2 separate regions of the Mus musculus genome follow, and region 1 is linked to region 2. The links are chromatin contacts, called in public promoter capture Hi-C maps. All regions are on one chromosome and are shown on one strand. The core of a region is the stretch at or near the end of the contact, and the rest is flanking DNA. Distances in the headings are between cores, read along the strand shown. Region 1 holds the start of Vipr1 (vasoactive intestinal peptide receptor 1). Region 2 holds the start of Trak1 (trafficking protein, kinesin binding 1).

Evidence for each region. Capture Hi-C pulls out chosen DNA fragments and counts their contacts.
Region 1: a promoter capture Hi-C map of liver shows a contact between it and region 2. The contact joins the promoter of Vipr1 here to the promoter of Trak1 in region 2. A contact is called at or near these places in 1 of 39 promoter capture datasets (the 3T3-L1 cell line), 1 of 115 datasets of contacts at active chromatin or transcription factors (memory CD8 T cells) and 1 of 9 other capture datasets (liver).

Annotation. Positions count from the first base shown.
Region 1 is chr9:121,640,235-121,646,729 of GRCm38.p6, reverse strand. Vipr1 (vasoactive intestinal peptide receptor 1) reads right to left here and starts at 4,014. Exons shown (of 13, transcript NM_011703.4): 1 at 3,804-4,014. The coding sequence starts at 3,881. It also overlaps a transcript of Lyzl4 not described here.
Region 2 is chr9:121,362,501-121,369,159 of GRCm38.p6, reverse strand. Trak1 (trafficking protein, kinesin binding 1) reads right to left here and starts at 2,202. Exons shown (of 16, transcript NM_175114.3): 1 at 1,969-2,202. The coding sequence starts at 2,056.

The sequences.
Region 1 (6,495 bases), core at 2,765-5,264, 280 kb before region 2:
AATTTTTTAATGTGCATGTGTGTGCATCTTAGTGCGTGTGTGTATACTATATACCTGCAGATGCCCAAGGAGGTCACAGGAGGATGCCCTGGAGCTGAGTATGGGTGGTGGGGAGTGTACCTGTATGGGTCCCCTGCAAGGGCCATTTCTCCCGTCCCTCATTATGTGATTCTTATTTATTTACTTATCACTGAGGAGCCCAGGTTGGTCTTGAATTCACTCCAGCAGTGCCGGAATGCAGGCAGGAGCCACCAGTCACAGCTTTATCGTAATATTCTTTCTACTTTCTTATTTTCATGTTGGGAATCCAAATTGGGGAGGCGGGCAAAGTCTGGGAGACTGAGAGAAGGGTGAGGCTCATGTCTGTCTCCAGTATCCAGCCCTCTTCTACAAACTAAGAGGCCAAGTGGAGGGTTGATAATGCCAGGAAGGTGGCCGGGTAGAGGGTGGCTGGGTAGAGGCCCTGGGCAGGTGATGTGACACCAGCTGGATGCCACCAAAGCGTCTCTCACTTGGAGATGTCCCATCAACTACTCTCCTCAGAGAGGCCTTGTCACACCCTGAATACACTTCATGACACCTCACTTACTCTGTGGATCTTGCCTTCCCTAGCTAGATAAAAGGTCCAAGCTTGGGACCAAGGAGCAGAGATGACCTGTCACATGAGCCACCCAACATATTCACTATTGTCTCCTCCTTCAGAGTCCATGAAGATCCTGTCTGGACACCCAACCCTGTCTCACTTGAGACTGGAGAAGATCAGGCCTCAGTTAAAAAGTGGGGCTGGTTCCAGCCCAACCCTGCCTTCCCAATTCTCCCTCACACTGGGCCGAGAGTTCGAGTGTCCCTCCAAAGATGAGGAAACCGGGTCCTTCTATGGATATTAAAGATGTTTCTTTCCTAAGCCAACTAGCCATGGCTGTGGGGAGGGGCAGTGTCCAAGGCTGTTGTCCCAAGCTGTGACTCCCACGAAAGCTACAGTAGCCTCAGAGGAGGCTAGATCTCCAGGCTCCAGGATGGGGAGGCAACAAATCTAGAGCGAGTTCGGTCTCTCAGAGTGCTCCGGGAGTCCTGGGCAGACATAACTGAGGTCATCTCTCTGTACCAGAAGGTATTCTGGCTCAGTAGCCACCATGTTTCCTAAAGGTCACAGTATGGTCGGCTGAGGCCAGAAGACTGGGCAGTAGTGAGCAGACCCTGGAAAGGCTGATAGTAATGTCCAGAAAGGACTCCTCTGATGAGGTGTAGCCTCCACCAGCCTGGGGAACACTCAGAGGGGCCAGCCTTGCCTTCTATTCCAGCCATCCAGGTTCTGATAGACGCCAGGCTAGCAAGAGCCGCTTTCATAGTTTGCAGTTGAAGGTTGGCCAGTGGAGCCAAACTGGAGACATCGTCCTGCTTCTTCCTCTGGGTTTCCCTGTGTGTCTGTCACAGCAGGCCTGACCCTCAGTTCTAGGAGTTTGTGACCCATGTCGATTCTGAGGTTCTGGTTGTGACATGACTCTTGCAAGGTAGGGCCTCAGACTGTCTGTAGTCTGAGTGTCCCCACCAGCCTGGCACTGGCACTGGCACCTGTCTGCTGCCCAGGGGGAGGAGCTATGGAAGGCCTTGGGATACACTTCACTTCCTCCTCTGGGACACTGCAAGTTTTCTTTCCTTTTTTTTTTTTTTTTTTTTTTTTTGGCTTCTCTGTTCAAAGATTTCCCTTCCTAGGCCAAGGCAGGGCCCCATAAACAGAGTGATAAGGCTCGGTGCCTTCACTGTGAACTCTGCAGCTGCCATTTTATGACTCTGATAACATGACCCCCCCAAGTCCGGCTGCAGCAGGAACACTGGGTGTCCGTTCCAGGAGGGAGCAACTGAGGACAGGGAGAGGAGAGCAGGGGCTGGGGTCCCCCTCCAGTCCAGAGAGAGAAGAGCAGGGGCTGGGGTCCCCTCCAGTCCAGGGAGAGAAGAGCAGGGGCTGGGGTCCCCCTCCAGTCCAGGGAGAGGAGAGCAGGGGTTGGGGTCCCCCTCCAGTCCAGAGAGAGAAGAGCAGGGGCTGGGGTCCCCCTCCAGTCCAGGGAGAGGAGAGCAGGGGCTGGGGTCTCCCTCCAGTCCAGGGAGAGGAGAGCAGGGGCTGGGGTCCCCCTCCAGTCCAGGGAGAGGAGAGCAGGGGCTGGGGTCCCCCTCCAGTCCAGAGAGAGGAGAGCAGGGGCTGGGGTCCCCTCCAGTCCAGAGAGAGAAGAGCAGGGGCTGGGGTCCCCTCCAGTCCAGGGAGAGAAGAGCAGGGGCTGGGATCCCCCTCCAGTCCAGGGAGAGAAGAGCAGGGGCTGGGGTCCCCCTCCATTCCAGGGAGAGGAGAGCAGGGGCTGGGGTCCCCCTCCAGTCCAGGCTAAGTCCCTTCCCCTCATTTTGTGGACCAAGAGGGCAGCCGAGGCTGGGAGGCTAGTGGAACTGAAGATGGGGTTGGAGTGGAAAGATCAGAGGCAACCAGGGAAGGCTCCCTGGAGGAGGAGCTAGAGTTGGCACCTCCAAATAAGAAGTAGGAAGATGGAATTGGAGGGACTGGGCTCAATCTGTTTCTAGATGGATGGTACCTGGGGCCAGAGGCCTCCAGTGGTCCAAAAACCCCTGGCTTATCCAAAATGGAGTAGCCAGGACACAGAGTTGGGGAAGTTGGAGGGCTGCTAGTGTGGTCTGTGACACTGAGGGCCAGAGTCTGATGAAGCTTGGAGTGTGGGGAGGGGCTGTAAACAGGAGGAAGGGGGCAACACTGTCCAATTCTCAGAGAGCAGCACCTTCTCCGGAAGGGGTTGGGGGGGTGGTGAGATTTTCCAGAGCAGGGTGTGCCAGACACCAGCTAGGAGGAAACAGATTCATGTCCTGATCCCTGCCCTGGGAAAGGTTGTGATTAGGGAGGGACCACGGGATAGACTGCACTAAGGTGACCGACCAAGATTCCCCACTTCCTCCAGGCAGCCCACTTGTTCCAGACCAGAATCCACTAAGGAAAAGACAATCTTGAAGCAACAGCTCCACAGACCTAGAGCAAGGGAAGGGAAGATCACCTCTGTCCAAGTGTGGCTGGCAGGGACAGGTGTGGCTCCTGTGGCCTCATTTTGCCCTTCTGTAAAATGGGTTTAGGGGGTCTCTGAGTCTTGAGGTCTTTCTTAGTCTCAGAGGAGGTGACCAGGTGTCTGCCCCATGACCCTGGTGAGTCTGTCACAGCCACAGGAGCACACCCACACACATGTCTGTGTGGGAGGAAGCCGAGGTCTAAGGTAGAGCAAGCCCCCCTGCTTTTCCCAATACATGCTTTTACCTGCCCACCATCAGCCTATAGTTAGAGGATAAAGAGCACAGAATGAAATTCTCACCAGATCCCAAGGACCCCTCCCCAGGGTACAGGCACTAAGGTCTGATGCTGTGCTGTCTTCATCGCACAAGTTCTCAAAATACCCAGAGAGGCTTCCAGACACAGCCTCCTTCCCACCCGACAGTCTACAGGATCTCCCATCTCACTCGATCGTGCCACCCACAGTTCTCCTCCCCACGTACCCCCACAGGCACTCATCGCAAGGCAAGTCTGGGGCTCCCTCTCGCCCCCAACCTCTTCATCGCTGATTGGGATCACTTCGCGGTGAGCGCTCTAAGATGAGCTAAGAGGGACCCGCCGCTACCGAGCTCCCACGCCTCTGGGCTACAGAAGAGAGAAGACGAGAACCGCGCTCCTGCTGCCCCCCGATGGCCAGATGGTCCCGGATACGCTGCCCCCGCAGTTCCCCCATCCGTGGGATCTGGGTGGAGGGGCACACACTCACCGCGGGTCCGAGGGCGCAGGCGAGGGCTCCTGCCAGCACGCAGAGCCAGCGGGCAGGCGGTAGGCTCGGAGGGCGCATGGTCCGCCCTGAGCCCGCGGCAGGCAGCCGAGAGCGCCTACGGGGTCTGTGGCTAACGCAGCGCGGGAGAGTGGCGCGGGCCAGCGGCCCGGGCGCTATGAGGCACAGCTCCAGGCTAGGGGAGGGCGGCGGGGGCTCGTCTGACGGGCGGCGGGGTTAGCCAATGGCACGGCGGAGGCGGTACCTCGGCGCAGGTAGGGGGCGGAGCCGGGGCCCCCGGGGGCGTGAGCACAGAGTCCCGCTAGAGGTGCGCGTCGTCGGGAGCTGCTAGCTAGCGAGCATCCTCTCGGCTCTCCGATGCGGGGACGCTGGGCTCAACACCGCCCAGTGTTCCCCGCGCCCGCACCTTTCTCTCTCAACCCCGGCTGCGCCCTCGGCCCCTGGCAGTGAGCTCCTCCAGTCTTCGGCTCCAGGGAGTTTAGCTGCCGGCTCCCCGGTTTCCACGTCGGCTTGCAGCCCAAATTCTTGGACTAGAAGGGCCACAGCTTTCCAGGGCTGAAGGCTGGCCTCCGATGGGGTCCAGCGGATCACGCTGTTGGAACCATCTGCGACAAGGGAGAAGCCGAGGGGGCGCAGCCGGGGTCGGGGAGTCCCAACTGGGGGTTCCTCTTGGCCGCCCAGGGCAGGGTGCACTCAGAGCTGGACACGACTTGGCCGGCGCAGCTCGTGAGGGACGAGAAGTCAATGTTCCAGCGCCCCCGCGCGGGGACCAAAGCCTGTACCCTTTCTTGGGCCCAGGCTGCCCACAGACCGGTCTTCCCGGAGTCCCCAGGGACTAGGATCAGGGTGCCAGTGTCCCGCGCTGTGTCTCCAAGATCGGGCGGGCCGGTAGCGGGTGATCTGAGGCTGCTCTCCCTCCGAAGCTTGTCTTTAGGGCTCGGATTATTCGGTGCTAGCGTGGGGCGCGGGGTTACCGACTCAGAGCCCTTCGCGCTACGTCTTAGGGAACCCGTGCAGATGACTTTCCAAGAGCTCGAGTGATCATGGTGAGAAGGTGATGTGGGGGGCTGATGGCGCGGTGGGATAGAAGGTGGGAGGAGGGGCGGAGTTGCAGAGGGCCGCGTGTCCCTGCGCGAAGTAGGGTGTGCGATCCATTTGAAGGAAGTCGCTCTCCGGGCGCTTTCTGGCCAGCAGGAGCGCGGGAATTTCCCGAGGATTCTCCAGCCTTCCCAACCTGCAACGTGGGAAACTAACGCTGTGGGCGTGGCCTTGAGGTCGGTTACAGAAAAGTCTGGAAGCAAACCCCTGGCCTTCCTCCTTCCTCTCCTTCCTAGTCTACCGCACTTCCCTTGTTCTCTCTCCCCCTGAGCCTGAGCCTGAGCCTGAGCCAGGCCTCTACTACGCACCAGGGCATAGGAGGTAAGAGGCACTCCCTGCAATTTCTGCTTCCGGATAGAGAATGGGCTAGTTGTCACAGGCCTTTCTCCAGTTATGGGGTGTCAGAAGAGGGAGCTGTTTAGTAGTTGCCATTCAGTGCTTCAGGGCTAGGATTTCGGGAGTCACTGTGAGCAGGAATAGGGGTTTGCCTCGCTTGTGACCATGGGCACACTCCTCTTAGGCCTTAGGCCTCTTAACCGGGCAGTGAGGTCTTACCAGCTCTTGAGGTGGTATGCTCAAGTCCCAGATGTGAGCTTTGGCTCTCAACCCTGCCCACCCCCATATGTCACCTAGGCAGCTGCAGAATGCTGATATGGGGCGGGGTGGCACGTGCCTGTGATCCCACTGCTCTGTATGCTTCGGGAGGAGGATTCCTGTGGATTTCAGACCAGCCTGAGCAAAATGCTACGGTGCTTCACCTCATGGTCCTGTTAGCATTTCCGTGTTCTCTGTGGACAGAGATCTGGGCATGGGGGTGGGGGTGGATGGAGGGTTTTGGGTACCGGGAAGGAAGTGGGAAGCCAGACTCCATTTTGCTATGTGACCTTCACCAGGCAGGTGAATAGATGGGAGGTAGAGGCCACCAGTGGTGATGGCTGCCCTGTCCACGCTGATCCTTCTTGGGCTGGAGGTTGGAAGGCTGGTGCTAGGCTACAGCTGAGAACATCGGCAGGATCCCCTGGTGTCTTCCCGGCCTGACCCCCAGGAGAGGAAGATGTCTTGGGGAGAATAGCTTTCTCTTCCAATTCTCTGTGAAAGCTACTCTCAGTTCTTTCTGGTTGTTCCCTGGGGACCCATCCTTCTTTACCATCAAAGGACACAAGACACGCTCAAAAAACAAAAGGAGCAGGAAAACAGCAAAAACAACCTTAAAAATGCAACCCAGCTTATTTCCTGCTGCCTCTTAAAGTCTCTGTTCTGAGACACTGGGAGGTCAACCATGCACCTACTCCTGGGGGAGCCTTGTGGAATCTGAGGAGGAGGCTACTGTTGTTTACCTAGGTAATAGGGAAGGCTTCAGGAGAGAAGGGACTTCTGAAGAGATGGGGGAAGATGGGCTTCATGAGGCTTGGGAAGCAGGTATAACTGAGACTGAGGGAACAGACATCCGAGGTGGAGGGAGCAGGTACCTGAGGTTTAAGAGAAAGCACCTGAAGCAGACGGAGATCTCCAAGGCTGAAGGAGCGGGTGCTGGTGGTGGTGTTTGTAGTTACCTTCCCCACCATATCCTGAGAAG
Region 2 (6,659 bases), core at 953-3,452:
GAACTCTGGACCTTCGGAAGAGCAGTCGGGTGCTCTTACCCACTGAGCCATCTCACCAGCCCCAGCAGGAACTGATCCTAATGTAGGACTTTGAAAATCCTAGCAATTCCCTAGATTTAGTCTAAGCTGCAGCTTCTCACTGTGCCCCACTAACCCACTGTCCACTCCTTCCTGTTTCCTTCATGGTCCAGTAAATATCACTTAGATTATAACTTGTCAAAGGGAAGTATTAAAAATACATTCCTAGAATTACTAAACCATACTTTAAGCTAAATGAATGAAATGTTCAAGAAGGGCCTCATGTTTTATTTAAGCCTGAGGAGGCTAAGATGCCCCATTTGGTGATTAAGTGTTTGTGATAAGGGACGGATTCCTCGTGTGGCGACTTTGGGGTGAAGGCGGGGGGGGGGGGGCAGAGGGGTGTGGAGTTCTGGTTGTTTTGCTTTAATGTGTTCATGTATGTGTATTTCTGTAAACATGCATGTATGTATATGTTCCCATGATGGCCAGAAGTCAGCCTGTGTCTTTTCTCATTTGCTCTCCATCCTTGTGTTTGAGAGAGGGCCTCTCATTGGCCTGGGGCTCACCGATTTATCTATATGGGCCAGCAAGCCCAGGGGTGTTCCTGTCTGCCTCCCTAGGGCTGAGAAAATAACCATGCGCCAGCACACCTGGCTTCAACATGCAGGTCTAGGGCTGGAACTCGTGCCCTGGTGCTTGTGTGGCAGGCACTTGCTGGGCTGAGCTGTCTCCCAACCCAAGCATGGTCTCCCTCGGGCAGGGCAGATGCCAGGAGTCTCCATGCCCTGAGAATTCCTTGCTTGTTTTCCAAGGTTTACAGGGGCTCACTTACACCCATGTTCACCTCTGGGCTTTGTGCAGGACCAGATTACTGAGAAACCCCAGAAATTAACAGATATCGCATCAAGAACTTGGTCCTGAACATCCAGGGGCTCCGTGCACCTTCATCAGTTAAGACTGCAGGTTTGGAGTCATCAGCTTAGGAATAAGACTTAAAAGTCTACAAGCCTGAATTTGTTAGTAGGGGACAGGAAGAGGCCACTGTGGAACTCAGTAGGCTTTGGACTACAGACAGGAAACTAGATGGGTCATCCCATCGTCAGACTTGAATCCGATCCACTCAGAGGAACTGAGAAGCCCACAGCAAGCAACAAGCCAGAGCAGGCCGACATAAAGCTCTCGTCAGGGGTGTGGGGACCACAATCACAGGGCCAAGCTTTGGGCAAAGAAGACACAAGAATGTGGGGGAGGGGGAGGGGTGCTGAGTAGTTCTGCTCTTCACATGTGAAAATCCCTTGCTGACCCACACACCAGTCTGGGCGCTGACTGATTAAATGAGGCGGAGGCAGGGGTATCGAAAATTCAAGGCCTTGCCTGACCTACAGAGCGAGTTCAAGATCGTCCTGAACAAGGCAGTGAGCAAAAACCACAAAATAAAAAGGTTTAAAAATGGGGAGGGTGGGCTCAGGTGTCGCTCACTTATCTAGAAAGCATAGTCCTCAGTACTGAAAAAAGAAGAGGACGAGGAGGAGGGGAAAGAGGAAGAAGAGGGGGGAGGAAGAGCGGAAGAAGGGGAGGAGGAAGAGGAGGAAGAGGAAGGAGAGAAGGAACAGGGGGCAGCAGATAGTACTGATTTGGAAACAGGGGTTTTAGAGGCAGACTCTACCAAGGCCAGCAAAAATCTGACCTACATCTTACACCTGGCTATTGCTGGTCTCCCCTGAACCCAGTACAGGAGATGTGAGAGTAAGTAGCGTCCAGCTCCCCTCCATCCCAGCTGCCCATCATTCAACACGGTAATTCCTCAACCAACCAGCAACCCGACCCCCAGCTCAGAGCAAGGTTGAAGGCACGACCCTCTCTGCTCTTCCCTCCCTTCTGGCCACACCACAAAGTAAACTTACAGCGGACAGACGGACGGACAGACGTTCCCATGAAAACACTCACCACATGAGTCTGTCCCAGCCAGTGTGTGGCTGAGTCCTGGCAGAGGTTGGGCCCTGGAGGGCTGCCTGAGCTGAATTGCCAATGCCATGGGCAGACACAAACTCCAAAGAGGACTTGGAGAGAGAGCGGTCCTCCATGCAAGCTTGGCCACAGCTCTGAGCCTTCCTCAGCAGTTTTCCCAAGCTTGCTTGTTGGGGCAGAGCTGAAGATCCCCACGCTGCCCCGGGACGCACAGTGGATTACGTAACTCCGGCAACCAGGAGCCCTATCACCTCATCTTATGAAACCACCCCAAAGAGAAAAAAAAGGCGCACCCACAACACGACACCTCTCTAGGGTGGGGCGGGTGGGGGTGGGAAGGCAGGGAGAGAAGCCTTTCTGATGGGCAGCTAGTTTTGCCTAAACTGTAGCGTAGAACAGAAAGCCACTGTTCTTCTCAGGACTCCCTGGGAAGTGAGGGTGGAGGCACAGTGCCAGGTGGCGTCCCAGGGCTTAGCTTGGCAGAGCCCTCAGAATCCACAAAGAGCTCCCGGGCATATTCAAGGTCTCCGGAGAACGCGTTTGCATTTTATGTCTTTGTTGCACTGACCTCCTGATAGGACTTTCTTTGGCGGGGAGGGATTACAGGGGTTGAATACCCAGCTCTTTGCCTGAGTTGGCAAAGCTGTATCTGTGGCTGCTGGGCATCATGGACATGAACGTGTCTCTCTGGTGTCCCCTGGGGCATCCTAACCAAAAGCCTGGGATTCTGCATCCCATGGGACTGGACGACGCTCCAAACTCTACACTGCCATTCCCTCGCCCTTGGTTGTCACGATTTGAGAAAGGAAACTGGTTGAACAGGCTGAGGTTCCCAAGATTTCACTGGCAGAATCAGGGCTGGGATCCCAGCTCCGTGTTTGGAGTGTTCTGGCCTCACCTCATCTCGTCCCCTCCATATGGAGCGGATGATGCTTAACACCCTCTGTGTGCCCTGCTCGTCCTGCATCCGTGTGCAGCCAACTTCTTCATAGTCCTCTGTCTCCCCAGTCAGCTTAGCTTCCTGGATGATGCCTCCCTACTCAGGACTCTGACAAGGATGATGCTCCAATTCAGCTCAAAAGCAGACACCATTCCCTCTCACTCAGGGCTCAGAGCCAGAAGACACTTGCCACTATATTCAAGGACTCAAAAGGAGTCCCCACAAGGAGGCCCATGTGCCCAGAGGGGACATATAAAGGAGATGTGCCCAGAGGGGACATATAAAGGAGATGGGCCTGAGAGGCCTAGGGGTCCTATTAGAGATTTTTAGAGGTCACTGTAAGAAGGAACCTCCAGAATCTGAATGGAGTGAAGCCATTCCCCCCTCCACAGTCAAGCATCAGCTCTTGCAGGAACTGGAGTGAACTGAGCTGTCCTGCAGAGACAAGAACATGGGCCTGCAGGGCCCACTGGGATTCTCCCAAGAAGGAGTTCCCAACATGTTCCTGCACTGAGAAGAAAGATGGATTGTGTCATATGTGGGTGTTTGACACCATGCCCTCAAGTAATATAGACAAGGGCGAGGGATCAGGGGCACAGGGGAGGGAATCAGGGGCACAGGGCAGGGAGGGCAGCAAAGGGGCTACACTAGAGGGAGCAGGAGAGACAGGTGTACAGGCCCAGGCAGGGACGAAGCACACTGGCACACCAAGGAACTACAGCTGTTTCTGTGCCCCTCAGCAGTCAGGCAACTCTTAATACACAGGGTATCCTGTGTGTAACTCTACGGGTAACCCAGAACAAAAAGAAGCTGCTAGAAGCCATTGTGCACAGGCAAAGTGTCCTGATGTGTGCAGCAAAGTGTCCTGATGTGTGCAGCAGTGTCCTGATGTGTGCAGCACAGTGTCCTGATGTGTGCAGCAGTCTCCTGATGTGTGCAGCAGTGTCCTGATGTGTGCAGCACAGTGTCCTGATGTGTGCAGCAGTGTCCTGATGTGTGCAGCAGTCTCCTGATGTGTGCAGCAGTCTCCTGATGTGTGCAGCAAAGTGTCCTGATGTGTGCAGCAGTCTCCTGATGTGTGCAGCACAGTGTCCTGATGTGTGCAGCACAGTGTCCTGATGTGTGCAGCACAGTGTCCTGATGTGTGCAGCAGTGTCCTGATGTGTGCAGCAGTCTCCTGATGTGTGTGGGCAAAGTGTAATATGACAGAGTGCTGAGGCACACACAGCGTTGGAACCCTTTCTGTGAACATAGCGTGTGGAGCCTTTCCTGCATCTAAAACTGACACTACATGTCACTGCCATGACGCCCATGCCAGTCTGGAGAAATACAACCCAAGAGAGAATCAAACTACACTGAACACCCATGATGCTGCCTGGGGCCCAGTGCTACTGTCTTCAGCCTCTGTGACAATTCTGTGACACGCTGACCCAAGCCACGGAATGACACCAATGAAGCAGGTTCTGAACGGAAGGTCCCTGATCTCAGATGGTGACTGCATCCACCCTGTGATGGTTCATGCTGTCACCCTGACAGGCTCGAGAACCATTTAGGAGACAAACCTCTGGACATGTCTGCCAAGAAGTTTCTCAACCGTGCTAACTCAGGTGGGAAAACCAACCTTGAGTGTGGGCTGCACTATCCCATGGGTCCTAGGCTGCGTAACTCGTTCGTCTCCTTGACAACTGTGGATGCAGTGAGACCAGCAAGCTCACAATCCTGCACTAACTTTTCCCCAACCATGACAGACTGCACCCTAAACTGTGAGCCAAAATAGGCCCACCTTCCCTACAAACTGCTTTAGCCAGTTAGGCTGCCATGGCAACATGAAAATGCATACACTCCCAGGCCTTCTCCTGGGGCTGCATACCTCTCCCAGTCTTGATGGCTGAAGCCCCATCCCCATCCCCAGCAGGGTAAGGTCAGCATACCGGTGATGGTGCAGGCATCCCGGTGCTCTCTGTAGCTGGGAGCATCTTCCACAGCCTCGCTCACATAGTACTCTTCAGGGATGCCCGGGCCGCAGGCGAGGACCGCATGGCTGCAAGCCTCAGAGATGGGCGTGGAGCTGGCCGAGGTGTCGTCGTGCAGGGCTGTGGCGTCCAGCTTGGCAGGTTTCAAGGGGAGGTGCCCACTGCCATGGGGGGTCCCCGCTGCCGGAGTCAGGGGCAGTCGGGCGGATGGCCCCCCGGGAGATTCAGTGTACCAGAAGGTGCGGCTCACAGAGAATCTGTGGAACAACCCAGAGAGAAGGACACCGTCATGAGGGTCTGTGGATACATCTAGACAAAAGCTTTAAGATCAAGGCAGGGGAGATTAGGGTCTTGTCACAACACTGCAGAGATGGTTCTCCGGCTAACCAGGCCTCAGTCCCAACACAGAAATCAGCCTTGGCTTGTACTAAGACATTAACAAAGTGGCCTCAGCTAGAAGGGCATGGCCATCCTCAAAGGGAGAAGCCAGGGCGGGCATGGAGCAAGTCATCGTGGGCAGAGCACGAGTGTACGCTCTGAGGAAGATGCAAACTGACACTGCGAGGCGATATGGTCATCTGTACATTCAGTTATAAATGACACCATTAAATTCTGCTAAACGCAAGTCCACAAAGAACTTTAAGGTCGGTGCCCACTTTAAGCTACAGTGAGATAGGAGTGAACTCCTTTGAGAACCTGGTAAGTTAAGACCTTATTTAAAAAAACAAAAACAAAACACATCAGGCCCATTCACAGGCTCCTGGGGAGGGCCAAAGACAATGAACGAGAGCCCTGGGAATGGTAAGTGATAAGCGGGCTACAGCAACATCAGTCCCATTGGGCAACTCAGACTGCCATTGAAATCTGACTATAGGAAAAGAGTTGCTCTGTTTCAACAGCAACCTACATGCTACCTCTCAGGACAGTGTTAGCCCCTGAGAAGTTATCCTTTTATTCAGTAAGGGTCCTCTCCCTCCCACCCACCTCTACACACACACACACACACACACACACACACACACACACACACACGCACGCACGCGCGCGCGCGCGCAAATGGCAAAAGTGTATAATAGGGGTGTGTTGAATGACAAAGGCTCAGTGGATAAAGTGCTTGCCACTCAAGGACCTGAGTTCAAATCCCCAGCACCATGTCAAAGCCAGGCACAGTAGTTCATGTCTATAATCCGGCATTTCTACAGCAAGATGGACGGTGGAAGAGGCTCACGTGCCAGACAGCCTAGTGAACAGAGGGCAACAAACAGATCCTCCACCAACACAGTAGAAGGTGAGGTCTGACATCCAAGGTGTCCTTTAACCTCTATCTCTGTGCCATGGCACACACACTTGCACACCCACTTGCACATGCATGCACACACACACAGAGTATACATAGGGACAGAAGTTCAAAGAGAGTGGAAATGTGGCTTAGCCATTAAGAGTGTGTACCGCTCTTCCCGGAACTCATGCTGGGTGGGTCACAGGCATCTATTACATCACTCCAGCCCTAGGATTTCTGGTGTCTTTTTTTTCTGGCCTCCATGGGCACCCACACACATGTGCACGGACACAGAGATGATGCGGCCGTTAAGAGTATCTACTGCTCTTGCAGAGGTCCTGCGCTCTTTCCAGCACCCGTGTCAGGATACTCACAGCTTCCTATAACTCTAGCTCCAGGGGATCGGACGTGGCTTCCACAGAAACTTCAGGCACATGGGCACATCATCTGACACAGGTACACACACATAAGCAGAAAG